Regions from separate parts of the Mus musculus genome. Here all the other regions are linked to region 2. A link is a contact called in public promoter capture Hi-C data. All regions are on one chromosome and are shown on one strand. Each heading gives the region's core, a stretch centred on a gene start, on an enhancer-like site or on the middle of the called end of the contact. The rest is flanking DNA. Distances are from core to core; before and after follow the strand shown. Region 1 holds the start of Aars2 (alanyl-tRNA synthetase 2, mitochondrial). Region 2 holds the start of Ppp2r5d (protein phosphatase 2, regulatory subunit B', delta). Region 3 holds the start of Slc29a1 (solute carrier family 29 (nucleoside transporters), member 1). Region 4 holds the start of Tmem63b (transmembrane protein 63b).

Evidence for each region. Promoter capture Hi-C pulls out the DNA fragments that hold promoters and counts their contacts.
Region 1: a promoter capture Hi-C map of hippocampal neurons shows a contact between it and region 2, with 2.8 times the contacts expected there. The contact joins the promoter of Aars2 here to the promoter of Ppp2r5d in region 2. A contact is called at or near these places in 3 of 39 promoter capture datasets (hippocampal neurons, liver and pre-B cells).
Region 3: a contact with region 2 is called in a promoter capture Hi-C map of the SN4741 cell line, with 2.4 times the contacts expected there. The contact joins the promoter of Slc29a1 here to the promoter of Ppp2r5d in region 2. A contact is called at or near these places in 4 of 39 promoter capture datasets (the C10 cell line, the SN4741 cell line, liver and 1 more).
Region 4: a contact with region 2 is called in a promoter capture Hi-C map of pre-B cells, with 4 times the contacts expected there. The contact joins the promoter of Tmem63b here to the promoter of Ppp2r5d in region 2. A contact is called at or near these places in 2 of 39 promoter capture datasets (liver and pre-B cells), 3 of 484 Hi-C or Micro-C datasets (B cells and CD8 T cells), 5 of 115 datasets of contacts at active chromatin or transcription factors (embryonic stem cells, large pre-B cells, pancreatic cancer cells and 2 more) and 1 of 9 other capture datasets (adipose tissue).

What each region holds. Positions count from the first base shown.
Region 1 is chr17:45,505,578-45,508,277 of GRCm38.p6, reverse strand. It overlaps Aars2 (alanyl-tRNA synthetase 2, mitochondrial), which reads right to left and starts at 1,437. Exons shown (of 22, transcript NM_198608.2): 1 at 1,197-1,437; 2 at 568-759. The coding sequence starts at 1,424.
Region 2 is chr17:46,703,663-46,706,362 of GRCm38.p6, reverse strand. It overlaps Ppp2r5d (protein phosphatase 2, regulatory subunit B', delta), which reads left to right and starts at 1,361. Exons shown (of 15, transcript NM_009358.3): 1 at 1,361-1,530. The coding sequence starts at 1,504. Gm52314 (a long non-coding RNA gene) reads right to left here and starts at 738. Exons shown (of 2, transcript XR_003952400.1): 1 at 655-738.
Region 3 is chr17:45,594,267-45,596,966 of GRCm38.p6, reverse strand. Slc29a1 (solute carrier family 29 (nucleoside transporters), member 1) reads left to right here and starts at 1,437. Exons shown (of 14, transcript NM_001357771.2): 1 at 1,437-1,485.
Region 4 is chr17:45,684,901-45,687,600 of GRCm38.p6, reverse strand. Tmem63b (transmembrane protein 63b) reads left to right here and starts at 1,383. Exons shown (of 24, transcript NM_198167.3): 1 at 1,383-1,484. It overlaps Mrpl14 (mitochondrial ribosomal protein L14), which reads right to left and starts at 1,252. Exons shown (of 3, transcript NM_026732.3): 1 at 1,174-1,252.

The DNA.
Region 1 (2,700 bases), core at 188-2,687, 1.2 Mb after region 2:
CTCTCAACCCACACACCCTGACCTGGGGACTTCATGTCCAATGACAATCTCAATACAGCTGCCTGGCTATCTGCTCAGCTAACTTTTAAATAGCCATTAAGCAGGAGACAACCCCTTCCTTCAATCAGCGAAGTGAGGCATATTCTTTCCTATTGGATGTCGTGTGTGTATGTGTGTGCCCGTGCCCGTGTATGTGTGGTGTACACACCTGTAACATGTGGACATGTGCTTGTGAAAGTCAAAGGACAACTATGGGTGACTGTACTTAGGAGCTAATTTTTGTTTAAAACAGGGTCTCTCATTAGCTTGGGACTTTGATGTTGGCCAGACTAGCTTGTCTGTGAACTTCTTCAGGGATCTGTTTCCATCTCCCATCTGGCCATTCCAGCATCATAGGCACACACCGTTAGCCCGCACTTTAAATTCGAGTTCTGGGGAATCCACAAGCACTTTACCAACCCAGTCATCTTTCTGTCTCCCCTATAACACACTGTGTTTAGCTCTTGGTCACAACATCCAGCACTCAGGGTTCAAAGACTTTAACTCTAGAGCTCCCTGGAAACTCACCTTAAAATATTCACCCCCGAAAGCCCAGTTGCCAAGCATCTCGAAAAACGTATGATGAGAGAGATCACGCCCCACATCCTCCAGGTCGTTATGGCGTCCTCCAGCCCTGACACACTTCTGGCTATTAACTACACGTCGGAAGCCTGCCATCTCACTTCGTGGATCCACTGTGCCCAGGAAGATGGGCTTGAACTAGAAGCACATAAAAGTCAGGAAGGGTAGAGAAGAGGTAAATGAACTTAAACAAGAGACTCTGCCTAGTAAAAAGTAGTAAAATTTACAGATAAGGGAAGTGGTTGGACAGAATCAAAGCTTCAAGAATATTACCAAGCACCTAGCAGGAGTGCAATAAATGTCTACTCAATGGATGAATTTTATTTATTTAAATAGTCTTCCACTCAGAGCCTGCCCCTCAGGACTTCACAGCTGCTATCCAGAGATAATAAACTTAATTTCTCCCCACAAGTTTCCAAGCTAATTCCCCAAGACCTAACCAGGCCCCCACCCCATTTTACCCAGCCTCTCTTCCACTCAGAGTTCCGCCCCTCACTTTTTTGGTCCAATCCTGAAGCGCTTTTCTCAGGCTGACTCCCGAGCTCCGCCCCCGATCGGTGTGGCCCCGCCCCTACCTGGTTCATGCCTGCATTGACGAAAAGCAGGCTGGGGTCGCCGCGCGGCCTCACGGTAGCGGAGGGCACGAGCCGGTGGCCGTGGCGATCTCGGAAGAAGCTCAGGAAGGCGTCCCGCACGGCCGCTCCGTGGGGTGGACCGGGCTCGGTTGAGAAAGGCTGCCATGGGCACGACCTCCCAATGGCTCGCCGCAGCTTACCGGCTGCGGCAGCCAACGCCACCGCCATCTTAGCTCCGGGCAACGGCTTCGCGGGGTCAAAGAGTGACGTTCGAAAGGACGCCTAGTGTTTCCTACAGCGGCCCCTGGCGGGTGGAAGACTTGGGGGGGGGGCAAGTCTCAGCTTCTAGTGAAAGTGTTTCCCCAAGAAGGGGACTTCTTCCCCTGGCGAGCGGCTCAGCATACCGTAACTTTGCATAGAGTAGGCCCTTAATTCATCCAGGATTGAACAGATAATTATAAAAAGATCATTACATGCTAGGCTGTATTTTGAACGTTAGTAGCAATATTAACACAATGCCTCTGCTTCCAAAATCTGTATTCTGGCAGTAATGGTTGTTGTGCTATTGATTTTGTGGAGTTGCAAAGGAACAGGTGTGGGTGCAATTCGGTGCGTGGACCGTGTGGTTTGTGCTGATCCAGGCTGAAGAGTGCCAAGGGATCGTGAGTATTCAAGAGGTGGTCAAGAACCCTGCGTAAGTGCCAGGCACTGCTCTAAGACCTTGCCAGGTCCTCTTCTGCCCTCGGTTTGCAGAGCCACTTTGTCCTTAGGGACTGAAGCAGGTTCTTTGGAGCAGGAGTCTGGTGGAGACACAGAAGCCAGACTGCATCTGCTCCATTATTAATTGCTTAATGACATTTGGTCTTTTAATTTGCTTGGGGATGAGAGAATCCAGGTCGACAGGTCAGGACAAAGCTGTTGGCTGAGAGCTGTGGCGATGGCTTTCCATGAGCCTCCCAGGGCCCTGAGGCTTTGAATTTTGCTGAGAGAAAAGAGATACCTGTCCTGGCAGGCCCAGTCCCCTTGACTTCCTTTCTATGGTAACAGACCTTGTGGGTGCAGCTAGACAGCTCAAGGACTTCTCATGATGACCTTGCTTGACCTTTAGTCTGGGAAAGTTAGCAGATCTAGGAAGAGAAAGGGATTTGCCAAGTTTAAGACCCAACAGAGCAGTGGTTCTCACCCTGTGGGTTGCAACCACATAGGGTTGCATATCATTCATTTACATTACGATTTGTAACAATAGCAAAATTACAGTTATGAAGTAGCAATGAAATAATTCTATGGTTAGGGGCCATCACAACATGAGGAACTGTTTTAAAGGGTTGAAGCATTAGGAAGGTTGAGAGCCACTGCACTAGAGGTTACAGAACTGAGGTCTTTGTGGTCAGAAGGACAGCCTTGGCCACCCAGGGGGCTCTTTTGGCCACCAGTCTTTGTGTGTTATTTGGGTCTTTTGAACTTTTGAAGCACAGCTTCTTTTCGGGGAATACATAGTCTATTT
Region 2 (2,700 bases), core at 112-2,611:
CTATCAGGTCCCTTGGGGCTGGAGTTACAGGCAATTGTGAAGCAGCTAATGTGGGTGCTGGGAACTGAATTCAGGTCTTTTGGAAGAGCACCATCTTCCCAGCCCCCATCTTTCCCAATATTGGGGCTACTGCTCTTTGTGTAAGGATGATTGACTATTGTTTGGTTATCATGCTCCTGGGGGAATCCAAGACCTCTTTCCTGGGGAACAAACGGCCACAGGCTTATTTGTAACTTTTTAGTTCTGAGAGTTGTTTCTTTGTTGTTGTTGTTTGTGGTGGCGGGTAGGTTTTTTTTTTTTTTTTTTTTTGTCTTTTTTTTTTCTTTCTTTTAAGAGGTTCTTATTGTAGTCCAAACTGGTCTGCAACTGGCTATAGTTAAGGCTGGTCTGTAACGCCTGATCATCCTGCCTCTATCTTCCAAGAGGTGGGGTTACAGGGGCAAACCCATCACACCCAGCTCGCAGATTTATTTTTGATGGACCTCCTCCAGTTCTTTAATGTAATCTATTGGCTACTAGGATAACTAAAATATATTCCTCCATGTCATTCTGAGGTTTGTGTAATTTATGTGATTGTATTTTAATCGTCTCTTAATACGAGTCTGTGAACCTCATTAGAGTGGGAACTACCTGAGGGCAAGAACCCAGTCTTACCCACTTGAACACTAGCTTGGGTGCGGCGGCGGCTCAGGGCTCAGGTAGGGAACGATGAGGCTGCTTTTTCACTTCATTCTCAGTGGCTCCAAACGCAGCTGTTTTACCGATTCCAGCACCCTTCCAGCAGCTACAGGGACCCACGTCTTGAAGCTGCAGCAAACCAGGGTTTCTTATTTTATTTCAGCCCGGTTCCACCGCTGATAGGCTTTCCCCTCTGCTCCTCTGCAACTGTGATCTAGGACAGACTTGATGAATGCCCGGGAGTACCCTTGGGAGTCTTCTCTATCATTTCACGTGTGCAATTTGAGCTACTTTAAATTCCTGTGAAGAAAGGTGCCCTTTTCGTGTTAGGGCCTTTTTCCTCCAGTCCGTACGAAGCAGGGCAGGTAGAAGAGCAGGGGAGAACATGAGAGCCACTTCTGGAGGGAAGGAGCAGAGCTCAAAGGACTGAAGAATAGCAGAGGACGACGCACAAGGCGACGCCGGAGAACAGATCTGCTAGCCAAGCTCGGGTTTCCCCATGGCTCCGCCTCCTCCACGAAGCCCGACCCTTTTCAGGGCGGGACCTTCCACTCCAGCCAATTCTGGGAGCCGAACCCTGGCGGTTTGTACTCTTTCTTTCCAATGAGAAAAAAGGGAAGCTGCTTGGCTCCAATGACCAATCCGAGGAGGCGGCTCCTGGTTCTCAGGCAGGTTTGTAAGAGTTCGGGCCAATTGGAAGCGCAGCCACGGCTCGGCCCGGGCGCAGCGCGCAGGCGGTGGCGAAGAGACGCCGAGCGGGCCGAGTGTGGCCGAGCAGAGCCGGAGCGGGGCCGCAGGAGCCGGGCCGGGTGTGGACCGGCCGAGATGTCCTATAAACTGAAGAAGGATAAGGTGAGCGTGGCCTTTCCCCTTGCGCCTCCGCCGCCGGGCCTGCGCGCAGCTCTGGGAGGGGCCCGAGGCAGGCCCGGGACAGCCTCAGACTGACCCTCTGGTCCGGCCCCCCGCAGCACTCCCGCGGCCAGCCCCAGGGCCGCGCGACTGCCAGCACCCCCAGTCCGTGCAGCAGCTGGGACAGCTCTCCGTCTTTGCCCGGACAGATTTCCCCCCACCTATCCCTCTTCCCTTCCTCTTTGCTCCTATCCCCGGCCCCCTCCAGATCTGCTCCACTCCCGGCTCACTCCCTTGCTTTTTCTCCCCGCCTTTATCTGTCCCCGATCCCCCACGGTTTGGGACAGTGCTCATTTAAGACCGCATTTCCCTCCAGTACTTCCCCCACCCCCGCCCTGAGCAGCCCCTTCCCTCTTCTCCTCACCAGCTTAAAAGACGGCCTCTCCACAGTTCTGTACAGTCCCTCCTTCCCCCCCCCCGCCCCCCCACGACAAGCCCCTGACCTAGAACCGCTCTGCTTTCTCTCTCCTCCGCCCAAATCTGGCCTAGGCCCCTCCCTCGAGTCTTCCTTTACACACAAACTTGTAAGCCAGGACCGAGCCCTTCTTCTGTTGATGGAACCCCAGAACGTCTGTGCTGGAAGGGAGCTTTGGAGCACATGCAGACTAGCATGCTAGTGGTACAGATGAGGAGACTGAGGCCGGGTCAGGGGAAGGGACTTGTCCAAGGTCACACATCCTGCTGGAGGCCCAGCTGCAATATCAGGTCTCCCAACTTGGAGGGCTCTTCTGTGCAAGTGCCTAACTGGCATCAGCTGGCTTCCATGTTCACCCTAGACGGGACTCGGTTTCTAATCTGTTAGAGGCTCCTCCCTGTATTCCTTAGGATAACCTTTGCATTTCCTTTTTTTGCACCAGGACAGGATTTCTCCCTTTCTTCTGGCCTGTTCTGTTTAGTTTTCTTCTCATTCTGCCGTCCAGTACACTCGGTTTCTTTATTATTTGCAGTGGCAGAGATCAGACCCAGGGTCTTGCACATGCTAAGCATGTGCAGTACCATTGGGCTACACTCCCAACCCCACAGGCCATTTCTTGATGTTACCGTCTTTTGCCATCTTTTGCCTCCAAACCACCCTGACCTGTCCCTGCCTTTCCCTTTGTTTGCTGCTCTTGC
Region 3 (2,700 bases), core at 188-2,687, 1.1 Mb after region 2:
GGAAAGAGGGGGTGAGGTGTGTGTGTGTGGGGGGGGGCAACGGAAGAAGGGAGGCAAAGGCAGGGAGAGACAGACCAGACAAACAGGGCAGGGATCTGGCGTTGTGGACAGACATGAGGCTACTCTTAAGCCATGGGATAGTGCCCAGAAAAATACCACCCAAGCCTGACTTCCTGCCCTCTGTTTGCTTAGTGCTAGTGGGGAGATGTGTCATCTCTGTGGGAGCAGGAAGGCTGTATACGCCCCCACCAGAGCAGCTTGAGAGAACCCACTGTCCTACAGAGTCAGCTACCTCCTAAGGGCTCAGTCGTCCTCTGGGGAGACTGAGTGCGTCTTTTCCCTACGATGTTAGCACTGGTAATTGTTAATTAGCTCCAATGGTTTCTCTGGAGCACAGGTTCCTTAGGGAGGTGGGGTGAGACAGGCAATCTGGATGGGATGTTCTTGCCTCAGGACCCTCCCCAACTTCTGGGATACATCAGTAGGGAGTGCTACTGTAGGGGGTCCCTCCTCCTTTGTACCCCAGCGGGGGGGGGGGGGGGAAGGAAGGAAGGGGAGGGGTATGAATGGTAAGAGGCTCAGCAAGGCTTCTAGCCCCGAGGGTTATCTTGGGATGGGACATGGGACAGTGAAATGCTGGCTAGGACAAAGATGTGCAGGATGTGAGGCCTTTCTTCCTGGCTCCCCTTTCTCCGGTCTCCAGCTGTGTTTCAGTTTTCTTAGAGGCCTCAGGGCTGTCCTCTTATGCCTTCATAAAGGAGCCTTCAAGGCAACATGGGGATGGGGGGGGGAGAGATGCTGTTTGTGTGGTGTGCGGCGAGTCTGAGGGCAGGAGAGAGAAAACAAAACACCTCCAGCGTCTGGGTTCCAGAACGCTCAAATCTGAGGTATCCCAGAAAGTCTTCTTGAAGGGAAAAGGAGGAGTGGAAAGGAAAAAGGATGTATTAGAAGGGTGTGTGTGTGTGTGTGTGTGTGAGGGGGTTGCTAGCAGTAAAACGGTGGAGTGTGAATAATGGCGTGGGCGGGGTTCGGAGAGGGATAACGGAACACCTGAGGTGGAGCGTGGCTTGTGGGGGCGTCTGGACCTGGGTGAGCAGAGGGCCTGTCTGTGCAAGAGTCCCGCCGTGGAATGTGTAGGAGTTAGGAGCGCAGGGCCAGCGCGGAAATTAGGGGTACGCAGTGGGGGGCCCGTGCCCCCCTCCCAGGCTCGCGTGTCCGGGTGACAGTTGGGAAGGGTCCAAAGACGTGCTCCGCCATCGAAGCCAGCAGCCCTGGCGGCCCTAGGCGTAGGGTCTCTGACTGGGAGCCGGTGAACTGTTGAGGGGGCGGCGAGGAGCCTGGGGGCGGGGCTGTCGCCGGGAGGAGGTGGCTCCCACGGGCCCGGGGCGGACCCAGCAGAGGGCGGGTTTGAAAGCGCTCGGGCGGGCGCGGGAAGCGCTGGCCAAGCGCGCAGATTTCGTCGCCGGAGGTGTCCTTCTCCAGCAGGTGCTCGTAGGGCTTGGGTGGGACATGTTGGGGACTCCGGGGTAGAGAGTGGAGTGTCCGGCTTGCCAGGAGGGAAAAGGAGGCCCGGTCTGCCAGCTCCGAGGCCGCGACAGGGACTTTGGGGTGCGGCCCCCACGCGGCGCGTGCAGAGCAGCGCCAGCACGTGGCGCGCATGGGCCTGGCTCTGGGTAGGGGGACTCTCCTTTTGTGGGGACCAGGGCGGAGCTGGGCCCAAGACAGCCTGGCTTCTGGGCCTGGAAGCGACTGTCGCTGTGTTGACTTCCGCAGAGGATCGGCGTGTGGGTAGTTCAATGCTACAGTCCTGTGTGAACTAGAGGGAGGGGTTGTGTTGCCTTCTGCCCCGAGGCAGGAGGATGGGGAATGCGGGAATACAAATGGACGTGAAGGGAGCTAGCTGGCCATTTACAGACTAAACTCCTGTTCCTGGCCTCCCTTTCCTGGGCGAGTCCTCATTTACTCTACGCGGAGAGTGAACGTGTGACAAGATAAAGGACTGACGCGCACACCCAGGCTTCCTTTGGATGAAGGCTCTCTCCACCCCTGCACCTTATACCCCATTCGGGTCCTCTTGCCAAGCCTGAGCCAACCCCCTCTTCTCCATTAACCCTCCTTCCGTCCTGTTCCTCTTGTCCTGCTTGTGTGACCTTTGCATACAATAATATATGCGTGGTGGAATGGTTGTGAGTTGTCATGACTCTGAAACTAATGTTATGTGAAAGAATGGCCTGAATCTCCCACTTGTTTTAACCCTTTAATTGGAGCACTGTTGCCTTCCTGGAAGCCTACACGAATAGCTGAGGAGCCTTGTTAATTTTGCCTTCCCCACTTGAGAAGGAATCTAGAATGATCGGTACATTGAGTATTGATGCTGTCACCCCCATTCACCAGCTCTGCGGGCTTTCTCAAGTGATGGAGCCTCTTTAAACCTCAATCGCCCTAACTGTTTAGTAGAAACGGGGCAGCTGGAAGAGGGGCATCCTCAGATTTCAAGAGAAGATTCCGATGTAGCAGAAACTAGGCTGAGAAACTGAGCTATGTGAGAGGACCCTTAGGACGCAGGAAGGCCTCAGATGGGCGATAGCTTTCAGGGCCTCTCCATCTCGGCAGGTCAAGGCATGGCTGAAATGATACCAGAGGCCCTGAACTGCTATCAGATCTCTACTGGGACAAAAGTAAAGAAAGCCCCTAAGCAGC
Region 4 (2,700 bases), core at 134-2,633, 1.0 Mb after region 2:
GGCCAATTCCAATGTGCTCATTACTAGTACTATCAACTGCATCTTCAGAGGATTTAACTGACTAAAAACTCAAGCTAAGGAAAGCGAGAGGTATACAAGAGATCAATACTTTCCCAAACTTTTCTACAACACACAGAAACAGTAGAAGACACCTAATACACCCCCATGCCCTTGTGTCCCAAGACAGAATACCTACTGTAGGCGCAACACACACACACACACACACACACACACACACACACACACGATGGCCATGATCTACTAAACTGATTTCCAAGCCACTCATGGGAGTGTCTGAAAGACACTTCAACAGACCAAATCTTAGAGCTGCAAACCCCCAGCTACAAAACGAGCAGCTGAATAGCCACATACAGCAAACACAGTGACCAGGATGGTAGTGTCCAGTCGTGATGCAAGACCCTCCCTGGGTGCCACCATTTCCCAAGTAATCCAAGGTGATCCCGTCTCGCCTCTTGTGACCGCTACACAGTTCCTCATCTAAGTCTCAGCGTGTAAAGCTCACTTACTGCGTACAGCGGGAAGCAGTATTTCTTCTGTCCCCTTTAAGACCTCGAAATTTAACAGGTGGTATCTGTCGTGTCTTTGTATTCGAGATGTGTGGTGACATACAGAAAAGGGGCGTTCCACCTCTCCAACTCTCAAGTCTTAACCCCACCCCCCCACTAGGAGAGGTCTTTGGTGAACTGAGAATACAGGGAATCCCCGGTGCAAAAGGAGTCATTCAGCCTGACAGAAGCAAAAGCAAAGACTCCCTCTTTACACCACAGAAGTTTCTAGCAAACTCATCTCCAGGCCCAGCAAGAGAGAGAAGCAGATAAAACTGCGGGAGACGCGTCAAAGCAACCGGCCTAGCCACTTAACCCAGGCAAGATCTCAGCCCCCATTCCCCGAGGCTCTACATCCCGAACTGGATAAGCAGGTGGGCGCATCGGGGGCGCGTGGGAGGCGCGGACCCCGAAGCCTTTGGCAAAAAGGCAGCGAGAGGGTCCAGATCTGAGGCCTCGCGAAGAGTGAGCACCCTTCTCACTTGACACTGGGTTTCCAGTAAGGCCTGTCCTCACCCCTCCCCGACAGCGCCTCCCTTATTGCAGAGAAGAAACCGGGAAAAGCAGCGCGAGGGGTGCGAGGTGTTCCCCTGAGCCCCCACCGTACCGCGTTAACAGCCTGGGAATCTCCCGCCACGGACCCCCGCTTGGCAAGGCCCCGCCCCGCACGCTGCGCCTGCGCGCCAGGGGTTCTCCGTGAGTGCGCGCGCACTTTCTACGTGTGCGGCGTGGGGGCGGGTCCTGCGGGAGCCCCTCCCCGGCCCTCCCTCCCTCCTTCTGCTCCCCCTCCCCCACGCGCTGCCGCGGCCGCCGCAGGAGCCCAGAGCTCTAGCCGCCCGGCGACTCCCCCTCCCCCTCCCCAGCCCCGCCCCGCCCGGAGCCGGGGCTCCCGAGTCGGAGCCGAGTCTGCGCCTAGGGGTGAGTACGCGGACCCCTCCCCAGCACCCCTTACTTGGCTCATAGGATCTCACCACCACCCCAAGGAAGGAAAAAAAAAGCACCCGGACTCAGCTGCGCGTCCCCTCCCTTCCACCTCCTGCGGGACCCAGAGGTGCCCGGGCCCCACGGGACCCAACGGAGGCACGCTTTGTCCCCAAACCCGCACCGTCCCTGCCAGATGTGAGTCCTCCCACCCCTGTCGGGGCTCCAGATGTGCGCCGTCCTCTACCCCCGCCCCTCAGGAATATTCCAAGGCGTGGGACCCCTGCGTCCCGGCCCTCGAGTGCCACTCTAGTTCCACCTGCTCCGTCCAGGTGTGCGGCCCCTGCGCGGCCCTCCTCCGGTCCCAGCTGCTCCCCAGCCGCCGGCGCCGCTGAAGGGAACCACCCGCCTCCGCCCCCGAGTTTTGCATTCTAGGGTCGCCAAGTCCAATGCCCTCGGTCTCTCTCTTTTTTTTTTTTTTTAATTCTTTTTCTTGTTGCTGGGGACGAAGCCGGCCTCAAGCAAGGGGTTCATGCTTGGGCAAAGGGCAGGGCTCGAGGTGTTAGCACCAGACGAGTAGCTGCCCCAACCCTGGTGGGGACTGATCTGCGGGCTGGAGAGGGCGGCCGGCCCGGGGAGCATGTCCTCTCCTGCGCCCCACACAGAGCAGTTCATTCATGAGCCGCCCGGGCCTGCGTTGGAGGGTGCGGTGGGGAGAAGATTCAGACGCGAATCCGGAGTAGGCAAAGGCCCTATTGAGGGGGAGGGGGCGCGCTTTGTCCCTCCCGGCCGTCTTGACCGCCTGGTGCGGACTGTCCCAAAGCTTGTCGTTGTGTTGCTCAGAAAAAGCAAGGATGCCCGGGAAGTGGGGAAGAGAGGTCAGAGGGGCTGGCTGCCCTTGGAGCTTTGTGCTGCCACCCGCCTTGGTCCCCTGATCGGAAGTCTGGCGGCCGGTTGCTCAGAGGGGCTTGGGGCTCTGCTCTCTACCGAGTACCACTCCCTGACCCTGAACCTCCTCCCGGTCTGCAGTAGTCGGGTGAATGAGATTGTACCCAACGCCTCCTGAAGAGGGGACCACAGCCCTCTGCCTTCCAGATATAAGAGAGAAGGGGAAGGGGAGTGGCTGCCAGGCTCAGGTGGTGGGTATGCTGCCAGCACCTTTGTCCTCCCGGGTACCAGAGGGTCTACGTCCTGGCATGTACCAGGTAGCACA